Regions from separate parts of the Mus musculus genome. Here regions 1, 3, 4 and 5 are each linked to region 2. A link is a contact called in public Hi-C, HiCAR-type and HiChIP or PLAC-seq data. All regions are on one chromosome and are shown on one strand. Each heading gives the region's core, a stretch centred on a gene start, on an enhancer-like site or on the middle of the called end of the contact. The rest is flanking DNA. Distances are from core to core; before and after follow the strand shown.

What was found. Hi-C and Micro-C count contacts between places; a contact is called where the count stands out from the background. HiCAR-type assays count read pairs that join an accessible place to other places. HiChIP or PLAC-seq counts read pairs in DNA pulled down with a chosen protein or histone mark.
Region 1: a Hi-C map of B cells shows a contact between it and region 2, with 5 read pairs. The contact joins the promoter of Bmt2 here to the promoter of Phf14 in region 2. A contact is called at or near these places in 1 of 484 Hi-C or Micro-C datasets (B cells) and 2 of 115 datasets of contacts at active chromatin or transcription factors (astrocytes and pro-B cells).
Region 3: a HiCAR-type map of astrocytes shows a contact between it and region 2, with 3 times the contacts expected there. The contact joins the promoter of 1110019D14Rik here to the promoter of Phf14 in region 2. A contact is called at or near these places in 3 of 39 promoter capture datasets (liver and pre-B cells), 1 of 115 datasets of contacts at active chromatin or transcription factors (astrocytes) and 1 of 9 other capture datasets (liver).
Region 4: a contact with region 2 is called in an H3K27ac HiChIP or PLAC-seq map of microglia, with 5 times the contacts expected there. The contact joins the promoter of Tmem168 here to the promoter of Phf14 in region 2. A contact is called at or near these places in 1 of 39 promoter capture datasets (pre-B cells), 1 of 484 Hi-C or Micro-C datasets (CD4 T cells) and 2 of 115 datasets of contacts at active chromatin or transcription factors (microglia and regulatory T cell precursor).
Region 5: a contact with region 2 is called in a Hi-C map of muscle stem cells, with 2.6 times the contacts expected there. The contact joins the promoter of Tmem106b here to the promoter of Phf14 in region 2. A contact is called at or near these places in 7 of 39 promoter capture datasets (the 3T3-L1 cell line, the C10 cell line, cranial neural crest and 4 more), 3 of 484 Hi-C or Micro-C datasets (CD4 T cells, bone marrow-derived macrophages and muscle stem cells), 1 of 115 datasets of contacts at active chromatin or transcription factors (astrocytes) and 2 of 9 other capture datasets (liver and pancreatic islet).

Annotation. Positions count from the first base shown.
Region 1 is chr6:13,676,603-13,679,302 of GRCm38.p6, reverse strand. Bmt2 (base methyltransferase of 25S rRNA 2) reads left to right here and starts at 1,337. Exons shown (of 5, transcript NM_175312.4): 1 at 1,337-1,623. The coding sequence starts at 1,470.
Region 2 is chr6:11,924,456-11,927,155 of GRCm38.p6, reverse strand. Phf14 (PHD finger protein 14) reads right to left here and starts at 1,275. Exons shown (of 18, transcript NM_001168382.2): 1 at 864-1,275; 2 at 319-429. The coding sequence starts at 864.
Region 3 is chr6:13,870,282-13,872,981 of GRCm38.p6, reverse strand. It overlaps 1110019D14Rik (RIKEN cDNA 1110019D14 gene), which reads right to left and starts at 1,413. Exons shown (of 3, transcript NR_045995.1): 1 at 1,355-1,413. It overlaps 2610001J05Rik (RIKEN cDNA 2610001J05 gene), which reads left to right and starts at 1,464. Exons shown (of 3, transcript NM_001352887.1): 1 at 1,464-1,543; 2 at 1,836-1,926; 3 at 2,242-2,700. The coding sequence starts at 2,271. The coding sequence ends at 2,450.
Region 4 is chr6:13,606,772-13,609,471 of GRCm38.p6, reverse strand. It overlaps Tmem168 (transmembrane protein 168), which reads left to right and starts at 1,374. Exons shown (of 5, transcript NM_028990.5): 1 at 1,374-1,642.
Region 5 is chr6:13,068,355-13,071,054 of GRCm38.p6, reverse strand. It overlaps Tmem106b (transmembrane protein 106B), which reads right to left and starts at 1,296. Exons shown (of 9, transcript NM_027992.3): 1 at 1,095-1,296; 2 at 641-747.

The sequences.
Region 1 (2,700 bases), core at 88-2,587, 1.8 Mb before region 2:
TGGACATTAACTGTGTAACAGGCATTTGTGATGTGAGAGAGCCTGGAGGCCAGCATGCACTTCGCTATGCTGTTAGGTTCCACAGATAACAAATTATCCCTTCTGAGAATGGTAAAAGAAATGGCTCCCTTTAGCAGAAAGGAATCAGCTTCAACAATTCCTGAGGAATGTGGCTTTTTGTCTAACCCCCAGAATTTGTGGAAACAGCGTTTCCTTTGGACCCAACAGTGACATAAAGAGAATGTTACTAATATTACCAAGACATTGATCTGAAAGTTTCAATGCAACAATGTCTATACAATGTCTATACAATGTGATGTAACCAATAGCTGTAAAGTGCACAATCAGATACAAGTCATTCCCAGGTCTGCCTGATGCACTACCAGCAGCCTAGGTAAGTACTAGTACAGAGCGAATGCAGTCTCTTTTTGGAGATTGGGCTTCCATCTTTCTTAAACAAGTCGGCAATCACATACCCTTAATAGTGTTACACACAAATGAAAGAAGTTGGAAAGGGGGAGCCATTTACTGAATTTTGCATGGACTAGTGGACTAACTGTCCAAAATATGAGAGACCACCTGAGCAGACTTTTCTGTGGGTTCTGAGATGACCTACAATCAATGCAAGTTTTCCAGTAACCCATTCTTATGGTCATTACAGAAGTTCTACAGGGAGACAATATGGCCTTTTGGTGTTTTAACTTGTCCCACACCTCCTACTATTTTTTTTTTTTTTTATCTTTCTTTCCCGCAATTCATTGTCTTTCGTGTAGCAGCAGTATGCCAAGCATTAACCTGGGTTAGCTAAGAGAATTACATCGGGATTTGGTAGTTTGACCTCTCCTTGACCCCGATGAAGGCTTTCAAGTTTGGACTCCTTGAAATGTAAAACCCTGCGTAGCAGCCAAGTCTTCAAAGGGTATTTAGCTGAAGGGAATTGTAGAGGTGCAACAGGGTGCAGAGGGAACTCAGGTGGACGACCGCGTCCTGTGGCAGCATCACCCAAACTCCCAGCGGCCTAGGAAGTTGGGAGACGTGCCAAAGCTGGACCATACAATGAAGCTCAAACTAGGCAAATAACTCTGGGGCGCAAGCGCACCCCATACCACAGGCCTCCTCCCCTAGGCAGCCCCGGCTCCTCCGCACAGCATCCGGGGCGTGGCCTGGCGAGGAGCCCAGTGCTTTCTCCGCCTCCTTCAGCTGCTCCTTCCCAAACAACCCGGTGCGCCGCCGCTGCCCTTTGCCCATTGGTCCGCGGCCCTTTCCATTTCCACCCAGCCCTCCGCAGTTCACCAATCACCTTGCGCTATTGGGAAGACACCGCCCCCGAGGCCTTAGCTGTGGCTCCTCGGCCTCCTCCGGTTGCTGCCTCTGCTGCTGCCTCCTCTTCCCCACCTCCTCCGTCCGGGGAGAGACCGCGGGGCCCGAGGGGCGGCGGCGGCAGCGGCAGCGGCGGCGGCGGCAGCGCTATGGAGCCGGGGCCGGGTGGCCGAGGCGCAGCGCGCGGACAGCGGCCCCCGAACGCCGCGCAGCCCCGGGAGCAGGAGCGGAAGCTGGAGCAGGAGAAGCTGTCCGGGGTGGTGAAGAGCGTTCATCGGCGGCTCCGCAAGAAGTACCGCGAAGGTAAACAGGCATCGGGGGAGGGGAGGCGCGTCCCCCGGCTGGGTCAGCTCTTTTCAGCCCCACAGGCCACCATTGACACACACGGGGGCGGCACGTCTGCCCAGGCCGCGATCGGCCGGCCGGCCTCCTGCGGTCGGCTCCCGGAGCCCTAATGGGCAGTCGCCACCCGCCTAGGCCCTGTCCCCAGCGGTGGGCTGAGACCACTGTCACCGAGCCGCCGCTCAGAGGGAGGGAGGGGCTTTCAGGTAAGACCCGAAGAGGGGTGGGGGTGGGGGTGACTCCACCGAGAGACTGGCAGGAGCGAAGCTGCCCCTCGCTCTTCTGCGCTGGACCAGCCTGTTGTTCAGCCCGCTTGGCAACAGCCCCTCTTCCTCTTCGCTCCTTGGCAAGGCCGTGCCGAGGCCTCCCCTGCCTGGGCATCCAGGGCTGCGAAGTCAGCAGGCCCAGCGGAGGATCTCAAGGTGCTTCGCCTGCCGTGTTTCACTGGGGAGAGGGTGGCAGGTAGCTCCCCTCCACCGCAGCTCCATCTTCAAGTTTGTGGAGACAGTCCAGGAAGAGATCTGGGGCAGGTTCTTAAGAGACTGTGCAGGTTTGAAGAGTCTCTAAGCACAGAGACTCTGAAAGATGCCGGTGCCTTCGAAGCTGGCCAGAGGTGCAGACCCCGCTCTTCCATGGGGGCAGCTTTTCGTCTGGCGCATATGCCGGAACAGTGTCTATAGTTGAATTTTATGAATTATCCTGGCATTTTGTAAATGGGGGCTCTCAAACAAAGCAACTTTATAAGATTCGGAAGGTGACACTTTGCATTATTCTTCATGTGTTCAGGAAAAAAATTCTCATAAAGTGTTAAAATGGGCTACTTTCAGCAGATTTTTCTTTAGCTTAATTGCAAAATGAAAACTCAGCAGCGTTCTAATGTCAGTCTTTTAACTAGTTAATAATTTAGGTTAAAAGAGAAATTATGACAGTGAAGGAACAAAGACTTGTGAGATCATGTCACTTTTCAGTTATGCACACTTTTCAATTACTCTGAAAGTTCAGTCAAGTCTATCTTCCTTTGAGTGTCGTTGATGCATT
Region 2 (2,700 bases), core at 26-2,525:
TGGGGTACCTCAAGTCTTCACTCGAGTATATAAGCATAAATATAGTTTAGGGTATAGATTGGGAAAAATGTTTCTCCTTTTTGAATAAGGCTTCCTCCCTACCAGCTAACCATCTGAGTAAATCTGGACGGAAGCAGAAGCCATAGTAGGTTCTAATGAGAGGTTCTTAGGTTAATGTGAGAAATTAAATGACCAAAATAAATGGTTTGTGTGCACAGTAAATGAACATTTTAATCAAAAGTCTCAAAAAAAAATTAAAAAGTTAAAAATGCAGTGAACGGCAGAAAGCTGTGAAAGGGAGAGAAAGCAAACATTTACCTGAAGCATCTCCAACTTTAAAATCACTGTCATCTGAACTATCATAATCAAGAGCTTCCAGGAGAGAAGCGGCCAAAGGCTTCACCTGCCTCCTCTTGGAGCTGCGATCCACTGTTAAGAGAAAAAATTACAATCATTTTACAATCTCACCAAACAGGGAGAACTGTGATGCTGGGGGAAATAGAAATGACTTCGTGCACTGCACGGAATCTCCAATTGACTTCTCCACACTGAGCTTGGTGGGAAAAGTTGGGTTTGGGGGCGCTGGATGCAGAGAGCCTGGCTGCCCCTGACGTTAGGCCAGGACCAATGCAAACAGCCCACATCCTCGCAGACCCCCGCCTAACTTCTGACCACTCGGTAATCCCTCACTCAGACAACGTACGGCCACGCACGCTATCTCGGAAGCCAAGGGACCACGGAGCAGCTTCCAGCAAGGGTCCGTCTGTCTGTCTGTCCTGCAGGACCCACCCGGCCCTCCCTGCTCAGCACCGCCTGACTTGAAAGGAGAAGTGGCGCGGGGCTGAGGCCTCGGAGACACTTACTAAGGAATCCGTGAGGTGGTCGTTTGGAGAGCTAGGGAAGGCTGCGAGAGGCAAGGCAGCAGGGACGCGCAGAGGACCAAGGAGACCGGTCGGAGAGCAGCTACCGAGGCAGGGCGCTGCGCCGACCGAGCAGGGGCGACCCCGGGGGTGGGCTACTGTCCCTCCCCACGCCCCGCGCCCGCCCGCCCGCCCGCCCGGCGCCCCTTCCCCCGCGCTCCCCGGCCAGGGGCGCTAGGCCCGAACCGGCCGCCCTGCGAGGGGAACTGCCCCGGTAAAAACTGGAAATAAAAAGAAAACTTTATTAGCCTGCACCAGAAGCAACAAAAGACCCAGAATTTGCACAGCGGAGGGCCTTCTGTCAGAGACAATAGGGAGAACAGCGACCCGGATACAGCTCCGACAAGGAGGAAGTGAAAGCCGCCGCGGAAACGCCGCCCTGGGCAGCCGAAGCTGAGGGCGCATGCGCGCACTCGCTCCCTCGCCGGAACTCAGTAACTTTAAGAATATTCACAGATTCTCTAGTTCCATCCATCTGCCTAAGAACTAGTCATTGCTGGTGGGAGTGAAAACTGGTACAGCTACTATGGAAATCAGAGTACAGGTTCCTCACGAAGCTGAGTCTCCATCTACCTCAAGATTCGACTATAACACTTGTACTTCCTAGTTTTGTGTATCAACTTAACACAAGCTGGAGTAATCAAAGGAGCCTCCCTTGAGGAAATGCCTCCAAGAGATCCAGCTGTAAGGTATTTTCTCAAATAGTGATCAAGCACTGAGGGCCTAGCCCATCATGGGTAGTGCCATCCCTGGGCTAGTATTCTTTGATTCTATAAGAAAGCCAGGGGAAGAAAGACAGTAAACAGAACTCCTCCATGGCTTCTGCATCCACTTCAGCCTCCAAGTTCCTGACCTGCTTGAGTTCCTGTCATGACTTCCTTTGGTGATGAACAGCAATGTGCAAGTGTAAGCTGAATAAACCCTTTCCTCCCCAACTTGCTTCTTGGCCATGATGTTTTGTGTACGAATAGAAACACTGACTAAGACACCACTCAGACGTTGATATTTGCTCATTCATGTCCATTGCTGCTCTCTATATAATCACCAAAATTTAGAAACATTATAGATGTCCATAAGCTAATGGTTGAATAGTGAAAATGTTTTATAGTTACACAATGGAATATTATTCAGCTGTTAAGAAAAATGAAATTTGCAAGAAAATGGACAAACATAGCAAAAATTATCCTGCGTGAGGTAACTAGGACTCAAAAAGACAAATATTCCATTTTTCAAAGTTAGGAACATAAGTTAAAAAGAAAAGAAGAAAGACAACTATTTTGTGTAACTCCAGTAAGTAAGTAAGCCTCAGAAACAAGGCAGACAGGAGCCAAGCCCAGGACTGGCTTTAATAGGCTAATGAACGAATCTGAAGGTGAAGTTAAGATGCTAGTGAAAAAAAAGTCTAATGGGGGTGGGAAATATAGAGAAGACAACTAACACTAAAGACCCCTTCAAAAAATATATGGAAAAACTGTTTACCACTCTACAGGGGCCTGGGATAACAGAACCTAAAAAGAAGGTAGACTAAGTTCTCATGCAATAGCTAACTTTATTCAGAACATCAGAAAATTTAAACTGTAAGAGTTAAGAATCACAAGAGTAAAGAGTCCAATTGCAAGGAAAGCTGCACATGTCAAAAATGTCTTTTCCTTGGTGGTAATAAACAAATAACAATAGTTAGCTGTGATGGATAAGCTGAAATAAACTCACTCCTATTCACTACACCTGGGAGGAGCACGAAGCAGTCCAAAAGCAAGTTCTGTGTTCTGAAGAAACTGAG
Region 3 (2,700 bases), core at 164-2,663, 1.9 Mb before region 2:
CTAATTAGCAAAATGCAACAGATTTCAGTTTAAAACTATATTTGAGCCCAAAATATCCCTACACCAATTTGTACCACGGTTTTACAGATAGACCAAGTCATTAGTTAATTTCTAACTACAATAATTGAAAAGATGAACATTTTTACCATGCATAGACTCTGCAAACTTAAAGCTTAAGCAAGACACTTTACAGACTCAGGAACAGAAAAGTGTACAAGCACTAACTTTAGTCTGCAGACTTCCACTAGCTGAAACAAATACATAAGGAAAAATAAAACCTCCCAAATGAAAACACTGGAATGTAGGAGGATATTTTGGAAGTCATAAAAGCAAGAGGTCCTATTCCAAAACTAATTGATAGGAAAGATACAAAGCCAAAAGCAACATAAGACAAGTGCAATTAGAGTGAATTTGTTAAAATAATTAACTTTAGAAAAACAACACTGTCAATCTATCAGACACAACTTGCTTTAATGTGTTCACCACCTCTGTGAAGCTCCTGTAAAATCTTGGCACATTTATTTCATCAAATTATTGTTCCTAGCTAATGTCGCTGAAGTTCCTGCCAAACGTCTTTTGGGAAGCAGAAGTATAAATCATTACCGTCAGAGAGATACAACTGTGTTTAAAAGGAGAACCAACAACACAAGAATACAAGCTGATTATAGACACTCAACTGAGTGTGCCCACAGTATTCGCATGATTTTTATCAGGACAAGTCCGGGCACCTCTAACTCAGCACCGTGAGTAACTTACAATGAGAAGATGACAAATTGTCAGTAAGTATGAAAGTGCTCGGGCCAGAAGGAACATTTAGTATGGATATCCCAGGTAACAAGACTTCAAGAACTTTTCAAAGTTAATGCTTACAGATGCATGTGAATAATACTTATAATGGTTTTGAGTACTAAACTTGGCATCTTAAAATATTGGGAGGCTGTGGAGAGTGAACATTCTGAAAAAGACAAGAATTCGAATCGGAAAAGATCTGTGTATAGGGCTGAAACCATATTTTCTAAACCTGATTTGCACCACAAATGATTCAATATTTTCCAAACTTTCTGATTAAATGTGCTTATTTTCCCCGTTAGTTTTAAAAAATTAGCAAATGTCATTAGGCACATTTGGAAAATGATAACGGGGATTTTCTGCTGCAGAAATGTTGGAAGGCCCCAGGTTTGAAACATTCCCAAACAGATGGCTTCCCTCAGCTACCCTCTCCCACGGTTACTTCCTTATTTCAGAGTACTAACAAGACATATTCATGCGGCTAGAATTCCTTTACAGGGCAGAAAACACGTATTGTTGTTTCGTTAGTCCTACGAATTCACTAAACCTTTTCTTGAACACTCACCCTCTCTTTAACAGTAAAACCAGAGGGCAAACTTGTGAAACCCGAACAACAAGCAGCCTGTGGTCTATCCCTCAGTCAGGGATCCCAGAGCGCGCTGTGCATGACGGGAGTAGGCAGCAGGGCTTGTGGGAAATGTAGTCTGGCGACACCGCCCTGCTCTCCATTCCTGTAATGGCTGCTTTCGGTCCGGTAAGGTACAAACTCCGCTCCCGGGGATTCCAGGATTGATTCTCCTAGTGTACTTGCACAACCCAACAAATTTGCACCCTCCCAGGGCGAAGGAATTCCAGATCTTTATGTTAGATCTTGGGATGAATTTGCTTCTCGGCTTGGTTTCATTTAGCAATCTGTGTGTGAGAACTAACTTTAAATCTAGTAGTCTCTTTTTGAAGGAACTGTTAGGGAGTGTTTTCTGTACTCGTTACCAATTTCTGTCCTTGCTGTTCGTTTCTCACTGACTCTAGCTTCCTCTTTAAAATAGGCTGTGTCACGAGTAACCTCTTAGCCTCAGCATCCGGAAGTTCCAAAGAGAATATTTCACGTTGGGTAGAATTACTTATACCCTTGTTTCGGTAAGTCTTATTAATTCCTTACAACTTCACAGAGTCACGTGTTGTGTTGAATTTTCTAGATAAGAGACATGCTAATAAAATGTGACTTTTACCTGTTAGGGTATTTTATTTGGCAAGTATCTTATGCATTTTTCCCTCTCTTTTCTAATGATAACCTAAAATGACTGTCTTTAGTTTTGTCATCTTAAACTGACATCTGAAATGATTCACAAATTCCAGTCTAAAAGATTGTTTTATATTAATATTGTCATTCAAAAAAAAAAAAATAAGGCTTTTTTTTTTAACAGTTTCTTTTGTTCGGTGTTTAACTTCTAGGCAAGTTCAGCCCTCCAGATCCTAGCATCATGAATTCAGTTTCAACGCAATTGATCTTAGTCCTCGCTTCGCTGCTTTTGATCCTGCCTGTTGTTGAAGCAGTGGAAGCTGGAGACGCGATTGCACTCTTATTAGGTGTGGTTCTCAGCATTACCGGCATCTGTGCTTGCTTGGGGATATACGCAAGAAAGCGAAATGGACAGATGTGACTCTGAAGGACTCTTCTGAATTAGACTGCACCCTGACCAGTGTGCTGAAAACCATTGTTCTGTTGAGGCCGACCCCAAGATTTGATCTCTCCCGTTCTCAGCAAGAGGGTTACAGTTAGCTGAGAGTTAACACTCTCAGTTAAGAGATGCTTTCACGTTCATACTTGTTTCTTCTACAATGGGGGCAGATGGGAGTGGAGGGCAGATGGGAGTGGAGGGCGGCTCTTAACAACAAAGAGTGCACTAATAA
Region 4 (2,700 bases), core at 125-2,624, 1.7 Mb before region 2:
TATGAGGATGTTCCTCTGTCCGCCCCCCCCCCCCCCCTTGCTCCATCATGCAAGCTAGGTAAGCATGCTACCACTGAGATAACACCCACATGCCCTATTTAAGGATTTGGAGGTTTATCTGAAAGGATAAGCCATTTAAAGGTTGTAAGGCATTTTTAAAACACACATTCTCCCTCAATCCACAGAAGAAACTTTGTCGGATAGATGTTATCAGTGTTTGTTTACACATGAGCGGGCTAGGGGTTTGAAATGGTTTGACCTATATGAGGGGCTGCAAGCAGCAGGAAATGGAATCAGAAGGCAGGCAGGGACTTTTTGGTGGAAATGTTTTTTTTTGGGAAAGGAAAGGGGTTTTCTTGCTTTTTGCCTGGCCGTATTCTATTCAGGCTTCGTTCAGAACTTGTTTTTCAGGCCCAACTGTGCATTCCCTAGTAAAATCTAGTTTTTAACTAAGAACGCCATGAAGTCAGTTTAGCTTTCTATCTTTCTTATCTTCCTGTTTTCAAGGTAACAAGTACCTTTGTTGTGTTAGCAACAATGTTGTTATGCTTCCAAGTCATTGTCCCCCTTAAAGCTAATGTGATTCCCCATTTGCTCAAGCATCCCTACCGCATCCTAATCGTTAAAGTCCCACTTTTACAAGCTCTCTATTGAACTGGAACCATTATCTCCTCTCCATTGCAAGATGGATTTATAGCGGTCCGTACGCGAACGAGACTGTCTTAAAGCCCTCCTTAACAACGTGTTCTTACAGGTATTGAATATCTTTTAAATTCATTTTGTACATGGAGGGACACACTGTTTCCCTGTATATTCACAGTCCTGTGAGAAAGGTTTTGTTACCATTTCACAGATGGAGAAACCAATTTCAACCCCTGAGACTGCTGCTCCGCAGCACCTGTGAAATGCGGCGCTCACGTGTGTACAACTATGTTAATTTAAGTGCCATCAGAATGCAGATTAAAATCATCTGTGGTGTTTGAAGGTGCGCTTAGGGCCAAGGAAAGCTAGCTAGGGCTGTAGAATAAAGATGTTCAGGATTGGGGATTAATGGCGGACTTAATTAGAAAAGCAGGCTGGGGCAAGGAGAGACAGGTTTTGAAGGTTTGGTCAGCATATGCAAAGCCATATATTATACCACCTATATGAAAGAGCAGCAACGCCTTCTACATAGATTTATAGTCCACTTGCAATTATCCCACTCTAGCTGGCTCAGTTTCGGTCCAACTCTAAGCGGTGACCTCGCTGCTTTGGGGCCTGATCATCCGTGGTCTTCCCTGCTTTTGCTGCTAATCCCGGGTGGGAGTTAAACAGGCCCAGGGTGGGGCAGCGCAGCGAGCACCTGCCTCCCCAGGCTCGCCGCTGGGCGTGGAGAGCGGCTAGGAGGCCGGGCCAGGGAAGGAAGCGCGCGGCGCGCCTTGTCCCTGACGGCGATCCGTAGCGCTGGGAGTCAGCGGCGGAAACATGGCGGCCGTGTCGGTCCTAGCGAAAGTTTCTACCGAGGCCTTGCGGTGCTAGTGCGGGAGGCCTCGGGCTCACGTCCCCACATCACCTCCGCGTTCTGGCTCGGAGGCTCCGCGCCCTTTGGCTCTGCGAGCTTCGCAGCGGAAAGAGCGAGGCTCGCTGGCGACCGCTGACTCGGGTAAGGGGCATCCGGGAGCCGAGGGGCGGCGGAGGGCTGGGGCGCCGCCCAGGGTCCGGCTGAGCCGGCCAGGCCCCGCCCCGTCGGCCTCCTGGTGGGATCGATGCTCGGGGGCTGGCGACCGCCAAGGGAGGGCGTGCCTCGGTGTCCCGCCTCACCCTGACCCGGGAGTCGCGTGGTGTCGCCTCGTCCCAGAGCTAAGGGGTAGCGGAACAGCCAGGGTCCCGAGCCCACTTCTCCATCTCTCGCTAGATCGAGCCCTAACGGGAGAGAAGTTACCATAGCTGCTCAAAAAGGAGAGTCCGAGTTGCCATTCTTCTAGTTAAGAGGTGGGCCGAAAGAGTTATTAGCAGGAACTCAGAGAAACTAGGCTGCAGGTCTCCAACTCCTGACGGCTCAGTGTTGTTCTTTCAGGTTTGGACATTTCCCCTACGAGGAACAGACATAGATTTCCACTGAAGGATTATGAAAGCGATACATTGTGTCTTGAAGTCCATTGTCTTAGGACACCATGAGGGCACTTTTCTGTTTTGGAAGAAATTTGGTGAATTAAGTGAAGGTTGGAGTAAAGCCAAGAGCAGACAAGCCAATGATTCCTGGACTCTCACTTAAGTACTAGTGCTAGCTGTGGCTTATTAGAAAGTGGTTTATTTTATCTGCATTTCTTAAGTAGTTTTTTCTATTATTAGTCAGTCTCCTCTCCCCGCCCCCCCCCCTTCGGAATTGAATGTTAACTTGATTACAGACTGCTGGATACTGAGCGTGCATTGTGGAAGACAGATCTCCCCAGAGACTTTGTGACCTGTGAAGAATGCAGACATTAAACAAATGGTGAAGAAAAGAGTAGTTTTACTTTTCCATTTCAGAGAGAGTGATCCGAGAGGCGATTCTCCTACGAAAAGAATTGTAAGCCCACACCTGAATGAAGGGTTTGACAGATAAAGGGCAGATAGGGCTAGGAGGAGGAAAAGGAATATGTCCAGAGAGGGCACGCCATTTCTGTAGTTCATAATTGAAGTGTAGTTGGAATAAAAGTGAGAGGAAGAGCAGTAACAGAT
Region 5 (2,700 bases), core at 47-2,546, 1.1 Mb before region 2:
ACTAAGTGATTCAGGTCACCCCAGATGAAGGAAATTCATATCTGCTTTTCAAAATCTGAATGCTACTTGTTGAATTCACTCACTGTGTAGACAGCAATATTAAATTTAAAAACTTGAGTCATATAGAAAAGGAGTAAAAAAAAATGAATAAATATACTTTCAGAAGTTCTGTGTACACACTGTGTACCATAGCTCAGAAATATCAGTGATTGTGACTTACACACACACAGTATCTTACTGTGGCTCAATGACAGCGAGTCAGAGCCAAGCCAACACTTGGCAGCCACAGGTGCACAGGGGTGAATTGTAATCAGTACCGGCTCCTTACACTGTGACCTTGGAAGCTTTGGAGTACACAGGGTGGTTTAGAATCAGCTGACACTAGACAACACGTGGTGTCATCACAGGGGTGAAAACTGTGTCCCACAAATGGGAGCCTTTATGGCAAAAGGCTAGGGACAGCTAAGTGGTTCTGGTCTCCGCTGGCTGCCTTACTCAGACCCACAGTAACCTTGACATATTCTGCTGAAGGTGGGTTTGGGTACACACCAGATTAAGCAGTCACTTGAATCCTAGCCTTCTTGCTTAGCTTTTCTTGAGGCTATTGACAAGTGTAACCCCTGTCATTTTGGAAACTTACTTGAGGTTTTTAAAGGGAGTGGTAGATCCCCTTCGTCTCCTCCCCGGGCTCTCAATGTTTATACCGCGGTCTTGTGAACTCAACACGGTTCTCAGATGCTCTAGAAACTGGGAAAAAGATAAATTCAGCAGCGCATGCAACTGAGATGTGTCACCTGTTTGTGTGCAGACCTGGGGTTAGTTCTGAGGGGCTCAAGGGAGACGGAAACGAGCGCTTTTCAAAGGGCATCACAGGCAAACAAACCCCCGGAAGAAATCAACATCCGAGTCACCTTGCAACTACAACTGTCAAGCCCCAGAGCTACTCGGCCGCTCAGATCAAGGGCCCTGGCGCCGCCCGAGCCACCCCGGGAGCGAAGCCAAGGCCCCCGCGGTGACAACCCCGCACCCGGCTCGCCGCGGCCTCCCTCACCGCTCGGGCAGGGGACGTGGGCCCCACGGCCCGGGTCGCTCACCCGCACGCGGAGTGCTGCGCGGTCCCGGGATGCTCCGGTGCGTGCGGGCCGCAGGACAGGGTCACAGCGTCCCGGTCCCGGGGCCGGGCCGAGCGCCGGTAGAGTGCAGCCGGGAGAGCTGCGGGGGAGGGGTAGCACAACAACTGCATCAGCTGAGCTCCGTACCGGGAGAGCCTGCGCGTGCGCTTGCGCAGTTCGCCCCAGGAAGGAGGGGCTAGGCCCTGGAATGGACACTACGCATGCGCACTGTCACCGGTTTGAAGGGAAGTTGCCAGGGTGAAAGCTTCTGGTTTTGTCACCTGTCTCTTCTCTAGACTGGAAAGTTTCAAAATAGTACTAATTGCGCCTGGCTTACGAATAATCGGTTTTCCCTTTTCCCCTCCACCAGGCTGATTCCTTTTGTAAAGGGGAGGAATGTGCACCGTCGCAATTTTGAGCGATCGTGTTCTCAAGTCTAGATTTGCAGACACAAAACTTCCTTCCTGGGGTTAGAATGAGCCGGTTGGTGCACATTTCTGGCAGAGTTGCAGGCCAGAATTTTGTTATTGAGTTTTCATTTAGAAATTAATGTCACCGGGAAGACGCACCCCCGCCCCCGCCTTGGTTTAATCTTGTTTTGATTTTGTACTTAAATTCACATTATTCAGTGCATGCAATAAGAGTTGTACCCCAAAGCTCATGACCAAGTGAGTTGTTAAAGGAGTGTCCCAATCCATGCACCTCATTGTCCAGTCATAATTTACAGTGAGTTGAGGCTACAGTGGCTCATTTTAGTGGCTCGCCAGTGTTATAGTCAAAGGTTGTTATGACCTCTTTTCTGTCTTCCTGATAATCAAGATGTATTAAGTGGCTCATAAGATTCCTGGATGGGATTATAATAAGATAAAATTGAAAGCAAGAACAGATGCGGTTGCTAAAGGAGTTTAATAGCTTCCCTATAAATGGGGTTTCTGGTGAAATTCCTAGAAAATTAACAGAGTTATAACTGGGAAGTAAGCATCTCTTAATTGTGTTTTTTTTTTTTTTTCTTTTTCTTTTTTTTTTTTTTTTTTTTCCTTCTCTACTGGAAAAAAGCAACTGCACTGGGCGAGGAGCTCCCAATTTTGTCCCGCTCTTCTAAACTGCCTTGTATGTATTTGGAAAGTATTTTGATTTATGACCATCTTCTATGTATATAAAAGTTTCATGAAATTGTTATCACATTGGGACATTGGTATTTGGAATAGCCCAAGTCTTTGTTTTCAGGTCATGGTTCCTCATATTGGCTTTAGAATAAACTCTTTGTCCTTTTGAGGTGAGAGCTGTGTATTTTCCATCTACATAAGCAGGATGTTTTAAGACTATTTAAAACATTCACCTCCTTAGGTCCGGCAATTTCACTCTGTGAGATTCATCCTAAATTATAATGAGAATTCTAAAGTAAAGTTGTGTGCAGTGTGTAACCAGTTTCTTAGGATTTCAATAGAGTTAACAATAGCTTCGAAGTAGACCATGGCAACTCTTATAAAGAATACATTTATTTGGGGTTGGCTTACAGTTTCAGAGGTTTAGCCCGTTATGCTCCTGGCAGGAAACATGGCAGCAACCAGGCAGACATGATACTGGA